2 separate regions of the Mus musculus genome follow, and region 1 is linked to region 2. Evidence: chromatin contacts called from public HiChIP or PLAC-seq data. All regions are on one chromosome and are shown on one strand. Each heading gives the region's core, a stretch centred on a gene start, on an enhancer-like site or on the middle of the called end of the contact. The rest is flanking DNA. Distances are from core to core; before and after follow the strand shown. Region 1 overlaps Smim31 (small integral membrane protein 31). Region 2 holds the start of Apela (apelin receptor early endogenous ligand).

Region 1 (5,397 bases), core at 706-3,205, 73 kb before region 2:
AAGCAAGGAGACTGATAAGATGGGCACATGGGCACAGGCCCTTGAGCACTCCTAAGAAGCCCCGCCCTCCTCCGGGCGTGTCTGACCCATACTGCTTTGCTTTTGCATCAAGTTTCCTTACTACTTTGCAAAAGAGAAAAGAGAAAACTAAAGATTCCACAGAACCAGTGTGGGTGGTACGCAATCCAAGAAAAAAAAAGCCACTGTTTTTCAAGTGTGCCTAAAAGAATTTCAAAAATGTGGAATGATAAGGAAACACCAGAAATAATACAGTGTGTGTGTGTGTGTGTGTGTGTGTGTGTGTGCATGTGGTGTGTTTGTGTATATATGTGTGTGGTGTGGTATGTGTTTTTGTGTGTATATGTGGTATGTATATGTGTGTGGTATGAGTGTATGGTATATTTTATCCTGTGTATGTGGAATGTATATGTGGTATATGTGGTATGTGGAGTGCGTGAGTGTACGTGTGTGTAGTAGGTATATATATATATTGTGGTGTGTGTATGTAGTATGTGTATGGGGTGTGTGTTTATGTATTTGTATGTGGCATGTGTATGTGGTGTATGTAGTGTGTGATGTATATATGATGTGTGTGTATGTGTGGTATGTGTGTTGTATGTGTGATATATGTTTATTGTGTGTATATGGAACATGCATGTGACATATGTGAATGTATGTGTTTGTGTATGTAAGTGGTATGGTGTGTGGGTGTTATGATATGTGTTTATGTGTGTATGTAGGGTGTGTGTGAATAAACACACTGGAAACTGAACCCAGGACAGCAGGTATGCTAACTATACATTCTACCACTGAACTGTGCCTCCCCCCCCCCCCAGCCTGAAGACAATACATGTTGACTAGTTCTCACATCCAGATGATGGTGGTAAGAGCTTCTTTTGTGGAATTAAGGTCATGGTGGTAGAGAGTGCCTGTTCATGGGCTCTTTGCCCTCAAACCTCCAACAGACCTAAAGGTTCCTCCTTGAGAAGTCAAAAGCGTCTGACAGTATCACCCACCTACTGTGTCTTTTCACCCAGATTTTCCCTTCTCAACAGAAACAATGCTACTTTTGTGTATTGTTACTAGAATGACAGCCTGAGGGATGCTGGCACAGAAAGAGCCCACTGTATGTGACCTATGTCCAGAAAACATCCGTGATTCCCTCCATCCTGAACGCCTACACTAACATCAGTGTTTCACCTAAGGCTACAACTCAGCTGTAAAGCACCTGCCCAATAGACACAAGGTTCAGCCCCCTAGCCACTAAGTAAGCAAATAGATAGACAAGTAGAAGGTTATATAAAGCCAGGCATGGAAGCACAAACCTAGCACGGGGAAAGCTGGGGCAGGACAAACATAACCAGTTAAAGGCGGGCCTGGGCTATGTGACACGACCCTGACTCAAAACAAACAAGCTAAAGTGGGTTTTTATTTTGCTTTTGTTTCAGGGTTTTGCTTTTTTTTGGGGGGAGTGGGGGGGTTGTTTGTTTGTTTACTTTGAAACAAGGATTCACTCTGTAGCCCAGGCTGGCCTAGAACTCACAGAGATCCACCTACCTCTGTCTCCTGAAGCTAGGATTAAAGTCCTGCACCACCACACTCAAGCAAGAGTGTTGTTCCAGGCATGGAATGAAGCTGGGGGGTCTGTAAGGTCATTTTACACTAGTACGTGGTATCACACAGGCAATCATGTGGCATCCCTGAATTCAGTCCTTCAGTCACTTCCATCTCTAACCACCTGCATGCAGATGCCAGCAGGTGGCGCCAGACTTCTCTTTTCTTGCCTCCTCTGTTTTCCTGGACAGTGGCAATCAAAATAAATTCTGGTTTCTAGGGCTCCATAGCAGGATTAACAATCTTCACAGTCCGTGAAAAACAGATGTGATCCATCTCATTTCAAAATATTAATAAGTTACAAGATGTGCATGACCGTGTTTCTCTGCTGACCGTGGGATTGACATTCTCCACACTCAATTCACACAAGTCTGTGAGATGGTTTTAGTGGTGAGCCTCATATCCTTCCCGCTTGAATGAGCCTTGGGGTCCCCTCTGCTCCCTCACTTAGCCAATAAAAAGCCCTCATTCTCCTGTATGCCCTTCAAAATGAATCCTGTGATATTTCCCAATTACAATTTTTCCTTCGATCTTCACTTTCTTACCAGGGGTCAGGGAAATGACTCAGCAGTAAAACACTGCCCAAGACTCATGGCCTGGGTTCCATCCCCAGAACTCACAGAAAGATGGAAAAAGAGAACAGAACCCACAAAGTTGTCCTGGGACCTTCATACACACACTGTGGCTTGCACACATGCACACACACACATACACACACACACACACATACACACACATACACACACACACACGCACACGCACACACACACACATACACACGCACATACACACACATACACACACACACACATGCACACACACACACATGCACACACACACACACACATACACACACACGCACACGCACACACACACATACACACACACAAGGGGTGGAGGGAGAGGGATGAACAGACAAACAGGCAGAGACAGAGAGACAGACGGGCAGACAGATAGACCTAGCCCAGAATTCCACCTAGAGAATGTGTTGAGATCATTTGAATACCACACTCAGAGGAACCTGAGGCCTTAAGAAAGAGACTGACAATTACTTCCTCACAGAGCAGATGAAGGACTTGAAGTGAGTTGTGGTAGGAAGATGTGGCCACTCTTTCTGTGTCTTCAAAATTCTTCTAGGCTCTTGGCAGTGTTTCAAATAGTTGGCACTTGTCTAAAAGACATAAAAAGATAGTCAGCAATTGTTCCAAGCAAGATACTGCAGCTTTGTGTGTGTGTATGTACATGTGTGTGCACACACGCACCTGTGTATACTAAGGTGTGTGTGCATGAGCTCTGACAGATCAAGGACACTGAGTCCTCCTCTATCACCTGCCTCCTGCTGCATTTACAGTGCATCTCACTGCACCTGGGGATAGACTGTCAACCAGCAAGCTCCATTGCCCCTCCTGTCTATAGCCACAATACCGCTGGTGTGTGCACAGCCACATTAGGCTTTTTTCTTTTTTTAAGATTTTATTATTTTCAATTGTTCGTGTGTGTGTGTGTGTGTGTGTGTGTGTGTGTGTGTGTGTGTACAGGAAAAGACAGAAAAGTCGGGCCCTGAAGCTGAAGTCACAGGCAATTAAGAGTCACTCCACTAGGTGGATGCTAGGAATCACCTCAATGCATACTCTTAACCACGGAGCCATCTCTCCAGCCCCAACATGTGGCTTCTTGCAAGGATTCTGGGATCAAAGCTCAGATTCTCGTGCATGTTTGCCGAGTGCTTTTACCTCCAACCCTAGTACTATAGTAATCTTTCTGTTTCTTTTTAACATTTATTTATCTTGATTTTATGTATGAGTGTTTTGTCTCTGTGTATGTATGTGTACCATGTGCAAACCTGGTGCCTGAGGAGGCAGAAGAGGGCCTGGGATCCCCTAGAATGACGTTAAAGACAGTTGTGAGTTGCCATGAACGTGCTAGGAACCAAATCCAGGTCATCTGTAAGAAAAGCCTGTGCTCTTATCCACTGCGTCATCTCTCCAGCTCCCTTGTCTTGGCTTTTGTTTATACACTTGTTTGGGGGTTGGGCTGGGCTGGGTTTCTTAGACAGAATGTTGGCTCTATAGACTATACTGGCCTCAGCTCACACTTGTCCTACCCTGGCCTCCCTAATACTGAAATAACAGCCATGTGCCACCACACCTCGTCATACTTCATTTTTACCAAGGCAAAGTACATTGCGCTGGGTACATGGGTATTTGGGTAAAGCCTTACTGCACATGTGTTTGATTCTAAAGTAAATATTGCTGGGCAGTTCACTGGATCACCGTGTTCTAAGCCAATGTTTGTTTCCTACTGTAGGTGAAAACACCGTTAGTCTTCCATGGAGCTACCATTCACCAACTTGGAGGTGGCGTTCATTTTACTGGCTTTCTTCATCTTTTCCTTGTTTACTCTGGCTTCCATCTACACCAGCCCTAATGAGAGGAATGAAGGTAAAAAGAAAGGGGGGGGGGGGTGCTTCCTGGATGCTGGTTTTTTTCTTCACAATCATCTTTCTGTACAGCTGGATTTGGTTTCATTTCTACTCTGCGTATGAGAATGAGTCTGCTGGGTGATGTGCGCACGTGTGCGTGCGTGCGTGCGTGTGCGTGTGCGCGTGCGCGTGCGTGCGTGCGTGCGTGCGTGCGTGAGGGTTCATTTGGGAAGGATCAGCATTAGGAGTCTTAAAACAGCTTCTTCTCAGGTTCTGAAAATGTAGCTTAGTCGCTGCTAGGGCTGCAGGCCCAGCTGATGTGGTGCCTACCTAGCATATAGGAAGCCCTTAGAAGTTCATACGCTCTGTGCAGTGGCATAGATCTCTAATCCAGCCCTCTGAAGGTAGAAGCAGGAGGACCAAAAGTTCAAGATCTAGCCTGAAACACAAAAAACTCTGTCTTAAAAATTAATTAATTTTCATCAAAGCTCAAACATGCAAAAAAATGTATTTTAAACCCAGTATCATGTTTTTGGCAGTAACAGCAAAAAAAAATTTTTTTGGTTTGGTTTGGTTTGGTTTTGGGTTTGGTTTTGGTTTTTCAAGACAGGGTTTCTCTGTGTAGCCCTGGCTGACCTGGAACTCACTTTGTAGACCAGGCTGGCCTCGAACTGCCCAGCTGTAACAGCAAATGTTAAGACAGAGGCGTATCATCTAACTAGTATGCTAGGTAGCCTAGGTCCCACCAAGATTTATGCAGAATCAATGATAAATTATACATGTATATATAAACACATCCCAAGGACATTTTCCATATTTATAGGGAATAAAATAAACTCATAAACAAACAGTGCTTGTAGATTTTCGTTTTTGTTTGTGGTGGAGACAAGGTCTCACTATGTGGCTTTGACTGGCCTATAACTTATTATATAGACCAGGATGGCTTTGAACCCTCAGTGTTCTTTACCTCCCAAGTGCTGAGATTAAAGGCATGAGCCAATAAGCCTGTCTGTCTTTGTGGTGATTTGTTTTGTTTTAATTTTTTACGTTTTGTTTATTAACGTTTTTCCAGCATGTATGTAGGTATTCACATGCAAGCCTGGTGCCTGAGAAGGTCCAAAGGGGCATTGCACTCCCTTGAACTGAAATTACGGATGGTTCTAGGACCCTGAATGGGAACTAGAAACCAAGCCCAGGTTCCCTGCCCCACAAGAACAGCAATTGCATTTAAATTCTGGGCTATCTCTACTCCTCCTCCCCTTGTTTGTGTGTGGGTTGTTTGTTTGTTCATTTGTTTTATTTTATTTTTTTAGTGGTTTGATAATTCTTTTTTTATTAGATATTTTCTTCATTTACATAAA
Region 2 (5,628 bases), core at 2,914-5,413:
TGCCTCTTTCTCCTCTTCTTCCTCCTCCTTTCCTTCCAAGTATTTCTTCGAGTTTCCAGAATTTTCCACAGCAAACTATCTCTCACTATATAGCCCTGACTGTCCTGAAACTCATTATATAAGTAGGCTGGCTTCAAACTCACAGAAATCCTGCTTCTTTCTCCTAAGTGATGAGATTAAGGGCATATGCCAATGCATGACAGATGCACTACCCTTTTTCCTATAAGGACAGATATCACATTGGATTTAAGAGTCACCCTATTACCATATGGTCTCAATGTTGATTATACTTGCAAAGACCCCATGGGGATCTAGCTAAGTGGTAGATCAGTTGCCTAGCATGTGCAGGGCCCTAAGTTCAAACTTGACTACCACAAAACAAGCAATTTTTGAACAGAGCCATGCTCTGTGTTTTATCATTAGTTATAAGAAAAACAATCAGGGCTGGCTTACAGGTTCAGAGCTTTAGTCCATTCTCGTCATGGCAGGCAGGACAGTGGCACACTGGCAGACATGATGCTGGAGAAAGGACTGGACCAGCAGGCAGCAGGAAGAGAGAGACAGACGGTGGGCCTGGCTTGAGCATTTGAAACCTCAAAGCCCACCCTCCAGTGACACACCTACTCCACCAAGGCCACACCTCCTAATAGTGCCACTCCCTGGAGACCAAGCCTTTAAACACATGAGTCTATGGGAGCCATTCCTATTCAAACCATCATACTCTGAGTTCTAGACTGACACACACTTTGAAGGGACTCTACTGACTGACCTTTATTCAAGAAATAGATTATTAAGGGACTCTACTGACCTTTATTAAAGAAATAGGTTGTTAATGTATCTTTAAAAACCATATTCTTTGAAGTTATCATCCATGTATATCATGAATTTTAGTCCTTTTCATCCCCATTGCCTGGTCTTACCCTGTCCTTCTCCCATGGAAACCTGTCTTGTTCTCGACTACTTCTCATCCTGTTTTCCTGTCTTTGTGTATGGCTAGTTAGTTTAGCTAGGGTTGCTGGGTAAGACGAGGTGGTGGTGGGGGGATGACTTGCTGGAGCAGGGGCAACCTCTAAGTAGCTACACCAGTGAAGAAAACCCTAACCCTAACCCTCTCCTCAGCCACCATTAACTAGCAATAGTCCCTCAGGAAGGGGTGGGGTCCCAGTAGCCCTTCTCCCTTCCATGATGAAATGTTGAAGGATGCCTTGTGTGGATAACCACATTTGTGCTGAGTTCATGAGCTCATCAATCATGTTATGTCCAGAGGACACTGTTTGACTGCCTCCCCCCGCACCTCCCCCCCCAACCTCTGGCTTCTTTCTAGCTCTTTTCTACCATATTCCTTGAGTCTTGTGGTTAGGGTGATACACCATACCACAGTCACATTCTCTGTCCTTCCTCCACTGGTGACTCTCTGTATGGGCTACTCTACTCCATCACAAGTGAAGCTTCTGTGGTATTCTCTGATAAAGGCTTAGAGTTGCGTTTATCTAGGGGTAGATAAAAAATCTAGACGGCAGTTTGGATATCTTTTTTTTTTTCCTTTTAAGAGAGGATCTATACATAGTTATTGAGCCTAGAAATCCTATATAGTGAAGAACAGCCTTGAATTCTTTCTCCCTTTTATCACTGGAATTAAAAGTATGCCCTAGCACATCCAAGAAATACTCTCATTTTTACAATCATTTTTGTTTTTTTAAGATAAGGGTTTTTTCTGTGCCCTGGTTGTCTTGGAACTGGCTCTGAAGTCCAGGCTGATCTCAAACTCACAGAGATTGCCTGCCTCTGCCTCCCAAATACTGGGATTAAAGGTGGGTGCCACCAGGCCCAGCCTACCCTTATTGTTATACTGGCTTTTGTAAGCTACTTTTAAGATAGCATCTAGAATTCGAACATTAAAGAAGAAACTAGAACAAAACGGCTGAAAACTCAGATCATGGAATTGACCCTATCCACTCTTCTTTCTTAGCTATCAATTCCTTCATCAAGGAAGCAGGGAGAATAATAAATACTTTAACTACTTTGATCTCTCTTCCCTCCCTCCCTCCCTCTCCTCCTCCCCTTTCCTCTTCATCCTCCTCTTCTGGGCAGTTTCCAAGACTTAGACCTTGCCTGTCTTATCCTTTTGTTCCCCTTAAACTCTAATAAAATGATCCTTGAGCTTCCTTTTATCCATTCTACTTTAAAATTCTTTTATTGATCAGGCTAAGAATTCATGAAAGGGAACCCCAGTTTCTCCAGAAAGAACAGGGTCTCTCTATAATCTAAGCTGGCCTGGAACTCCCTATATAGTCCAGAATGGCTTCAAACTCATCAATAACAGCCTGGACTCTGTCTCCTAGGTGTTGGGCCACCACACATGAGAATTTCCCTTAAATCAACACTTGCTGTTTAGCTAAGGCCATTATTTCAACTATAAAAGACTATACTAGGGCTTAAAATACAGCTTGGTCGTTAAGAGTACTTACTACTCTTCCTGACGGTATGAACTGTGTTCTCTGTACCAGTGTCAGGGGATCCAACGCCCTCTTCTTACCTCCTTGGACAGACACACACACACACACATACACACAGTTCTTTGTTTTTGTTTTTGGTGGGGTTTTTTGGTGTTTGTTTCTTGTTTTGAGACAGCATTTCTCTGTGTAGACTTGGCTGTCCTGGAACTTGCTCTGCAGACCAAGCTGGCCTCAGATTCTCAGATTAACCTGCCTCTGCCTCCTGAATACTGGGATTAAAGGTGTGTGCTACCACATCTGGCTTATACCTTAAAATTTCTTTTAAAAACAAACAAAAAGCCCAACAACAATAACTATAAAACAGGTCTGGAGAAATGGCTCAGCAGTTAAGAGCAGGTGCTGCTCTGTCAGGGGACCTGAGTTCATTCCAGCACACACACAGGGGCTCACTACTGCCTGTAACTACAGCTCAGGGGACCTGATGTCCTCTTCTGGACTCTGTGGGCACTGCATACGCACGGTGCTCAGACATACATGCAGGTAAATAAATAAATAAATAAATAAAATCTATCTATCTATCTATCTATCTATCTATCTATCTTCTATCATCTATTTTTGAGATAGGGTTACTCTCTTATATAGCCTTGGCTGTACCAGTACTTGCTATGTAGACCAGGCTGTCCTGGAACTCACAGAGATATGCCTGCCTATGTCTTTTGAGTGCTGGGATTAAAGATAGGTGCCACCACATTTAATAATTAAATAATTAAAAAAAATTTTTTTAAGAATTTTTTAAAGTTCTGTATAATCTGGAATAGCTAGGCAGATATGGAATTGTACAGACTAATTTGTAAAATCAAAATAATTTTTGCATTTCAAACCTTAAGAAGCCCAAGATTGTGTGTGACCACCACCTGACTTTAAAGATGCCAAAATGGAACAAAATTCCTGACAATTCACAACCGCTTACATGTGCTTGGGTCTACTTATCTGTCAGAGTATAGCTACATAGCCTTCTTCATTAGAATAATTACAATACTTCTCAGATCCAACAGTCTTGTATTACAGGTAAGAAAGCCCTCAGACAGGAGATGCGGGTGGATGTGCAAGACAAAAACTAGACTCCTTTTGTTTCTTCTGACTGTTTAGAAACCAGCTACAACATTCTTTCTCCATCTGCAATCTGGTCTCCGTGCCGGTGACGTTTACCTGACACGCCACCACTTACAAGTTTACAGCAGAGCATTTTATGTCTGTGGCTTGCCTGAACTCCCTTTGAAAAACTCTTGAATGTTTGCAGATGAAAATGACCTTCATCACTTCTTAAATTGCACTTAAATGAAAAGATAAACATTTCACAGATTTACTTCTGAACCTTCTAAACTCCAGGAATCTCTGATGGTGGGAACCCACACACATTAAGCCATTTGGAGATTTAATATAAATAGGCGCTACTTTGTAGTAACTCTGGCAAAGAGGAAGCGCTCCAACCCAGAGTCCATACAAAGCATTTGGGAATCCCTCAGTTAGAGCTCTAGCATTCCTTCTGCAAGAGGACACAAGGGAGACTTCCCGTCCTCTCCACTGCTTCCTGCATGTGGGATCAATATGGGCAATGCAAAGCTTAAACAGATTGCAATGGAGGGGAGCGGAGGCAGGCAATGCTTCGTTTTGCATAGTTCTTCGTAAACAGATTGAATTGGAGTGACTCTCCTTGGAGCTTTGCAGAGACTTCCCGCTTAAGTTACTGCGTGCCTGAATGGTCCATTTCACCAATATTTGCTTATGGAAATAAGGGGGAGTGGCAGGGAGCCGCGGAGAGGGATGGAGGAGGGGCTTGAGGCTTGGGAGCTCTGGAGTACCAGTAACCTTGTCTGATGTGATCATTAACCTTTTCAGGAAAAGGCAGCTGGCAGCCCTCTGAGTTCTGGCCATAGGATGTGGGGTGAGCCGGACAGATACTGCGATTTACAGACGATTTCTCTACTTGAAGAGCTATTGTTCACTTGCGTGTAAGAAAAAAGAAAAACAAAAGGAAAGAAAAAGAAGAAAAGAAAAAAGAGAAAGAAAAGAAAAGATGCGATTCCAGCCCCTTTTTTGGGTATTTTTTATTTTTGCCATGAGTCTCCTTTTTATCAGTGAACAGAAACCAGGTAGGTTTTTGAAATAACTGGCTAGGGTAACTTGTTTGTTTGCCTGTTTGTGCTTCTGGGTCTCTAAATGTGCTTATGCTGAGAACTATTTGGGTATACTTACAGTTAATAGGACTGAGGAAAATATATAGGATTTCTGAAGTACATTTAGCAATCTCATTGTGGGATACTATTTGGACATTTTAAAATATTGTTATGTATTTTACAATTATTTTTCCAAGAAAATAATTCTCAAAACTATTATCCATACAAGTAAATAGATGGGAGAATGTTGGTCTACTAATAAACCTAGATTTTTTTTTAGGTAACATGCAAAATCTAAGCAGATTATCAAGAGAGCATGCATGTTGCTGATTGGAGGAGGGCATTGTAAGTTGAGGTAGCCAAAATCATGATGTAACAATGTAAAATGATAAAACTGGCCCACTGACTGCCTGCCATCTCTGGTTATTTAATTACACAAGACAAGGTTTTGTTTATTTGTTTGTTTATTACTGTTTGGTTTTTTTATCATTATGACGTTTAAGGCAAAACTGTAAAAGGTATGTTGTCAGCGTTAAGTTTTCTGACACATAAAGTTGAAGGGTCAAGTTTCAACCAAAAGATGACAATAGTCATTATCCAAGGGTGTCAGTACAGACGTGATAAAATGTTCCTTTAGTTAGACGGAAGATGGAGTGTCTTGGCTGAAAAGTCAGCCGCTGCTTTTAATTAGGACTTTGATTGCTCTGAGGTTATTCAAATCATTCTTTTTACATACATAAGGGGAAAAAAAGTTACAAGGTCCTTCTTTACTGCCTATAGTAATCGCTACTCAATCCAAAAAATAAAATTCGGATCTCTAGTTTTCTAAAATATAGAGTATCCTGGACGGTGTTCTTGTAAAACAACTTACATTAATTCCTTAAAGAAGTGTGAGAATTGGGTGTAAGAAATATGTCCAGAAGGCTGCCACGGCCGAGGTCTTACTGCCAACACGGGCAGAAGGAATGTACCTGCGTGTCTGTGTAGCCAAGTGA

Evidence for each region. HiChIP or PLAC-seq counts read pairs in DNA pulled down with a chosen protein or histone mark.
Region 1: a contact with region 2 is called in an H3K27ac HiChIP or PLAC-seq map of extraembryonic endoderm stem cells. The contact joins the enhancer-like site here to the promoter of Apela in region 2. A contact is called at or near these places in 6 of 15 datasets of contacts at CTCF or cohesin (the G1E-ER4 cell line, embryonic stem cells, hippocampal excitatory neurons and 2 more), 142 of 484 Hi-C or Micro-C datasets (the AML12 cell line, the AtT-20 cell line, the C2C12 cell line and 72 more), 19 of 115 datasets of contacts at active chromatin or transcription factors (PVALB interneurons, astrocytes, embryonic limb bud and 10 more) and 3 of 9 other capture datasets (adipose tissue, embryonic stem cells and embryonic tail).

What each region holds. Positions count from the first base shown.
Region 1 is chr8:65,106,964-65,112,360 of GRCm38.p6, reverse strand. Smim31 (small integral membrane protein 31) reads left to right here. Exons shown (of 3, transcript NM_001352886.1): 2 at 3,922-4,055. The coding sequence starts at 3,944. It overlaps Gm39184 (a long non-coding RNA gene), which reads right to left. Exons shown (of 3, transcript XR_870474.2): 3 at 2,495-2,785. Among named protein-coding and RNA genes, the nearest start is that of Gm39184, 5.5 kb to the right of the region's middle. Within about 2 kb of position 1,955, at least 7 of the 459 cell types and tissues checked have an H3K27ac peak or open chromatin away from gene starts, as enhancers often do. A contact at or near this core is called in the STO cell line, extraembryonic endoderm stem cells and stem cell-derived germline stem cell-like cells, where this site is marked.
Region 2 is chr8:65,035,871-65,041,498 of GRCm38.p6, reverse strand. Apela (apelin receptor early endogenous ligand) reads left to right here and starts at 4,163. Exons shown (of 4, transcript NM_001297554.1): 1 at 4,163-4,218; 2 at 4,356-4,609. The coding sequence starts at 4,534. It overlaps Gm39183 (a long non-coding RNA gene), which reads right to left and starts at 533. Exons shown (of 4, transcript XR_870473.2): 1 at 454-533.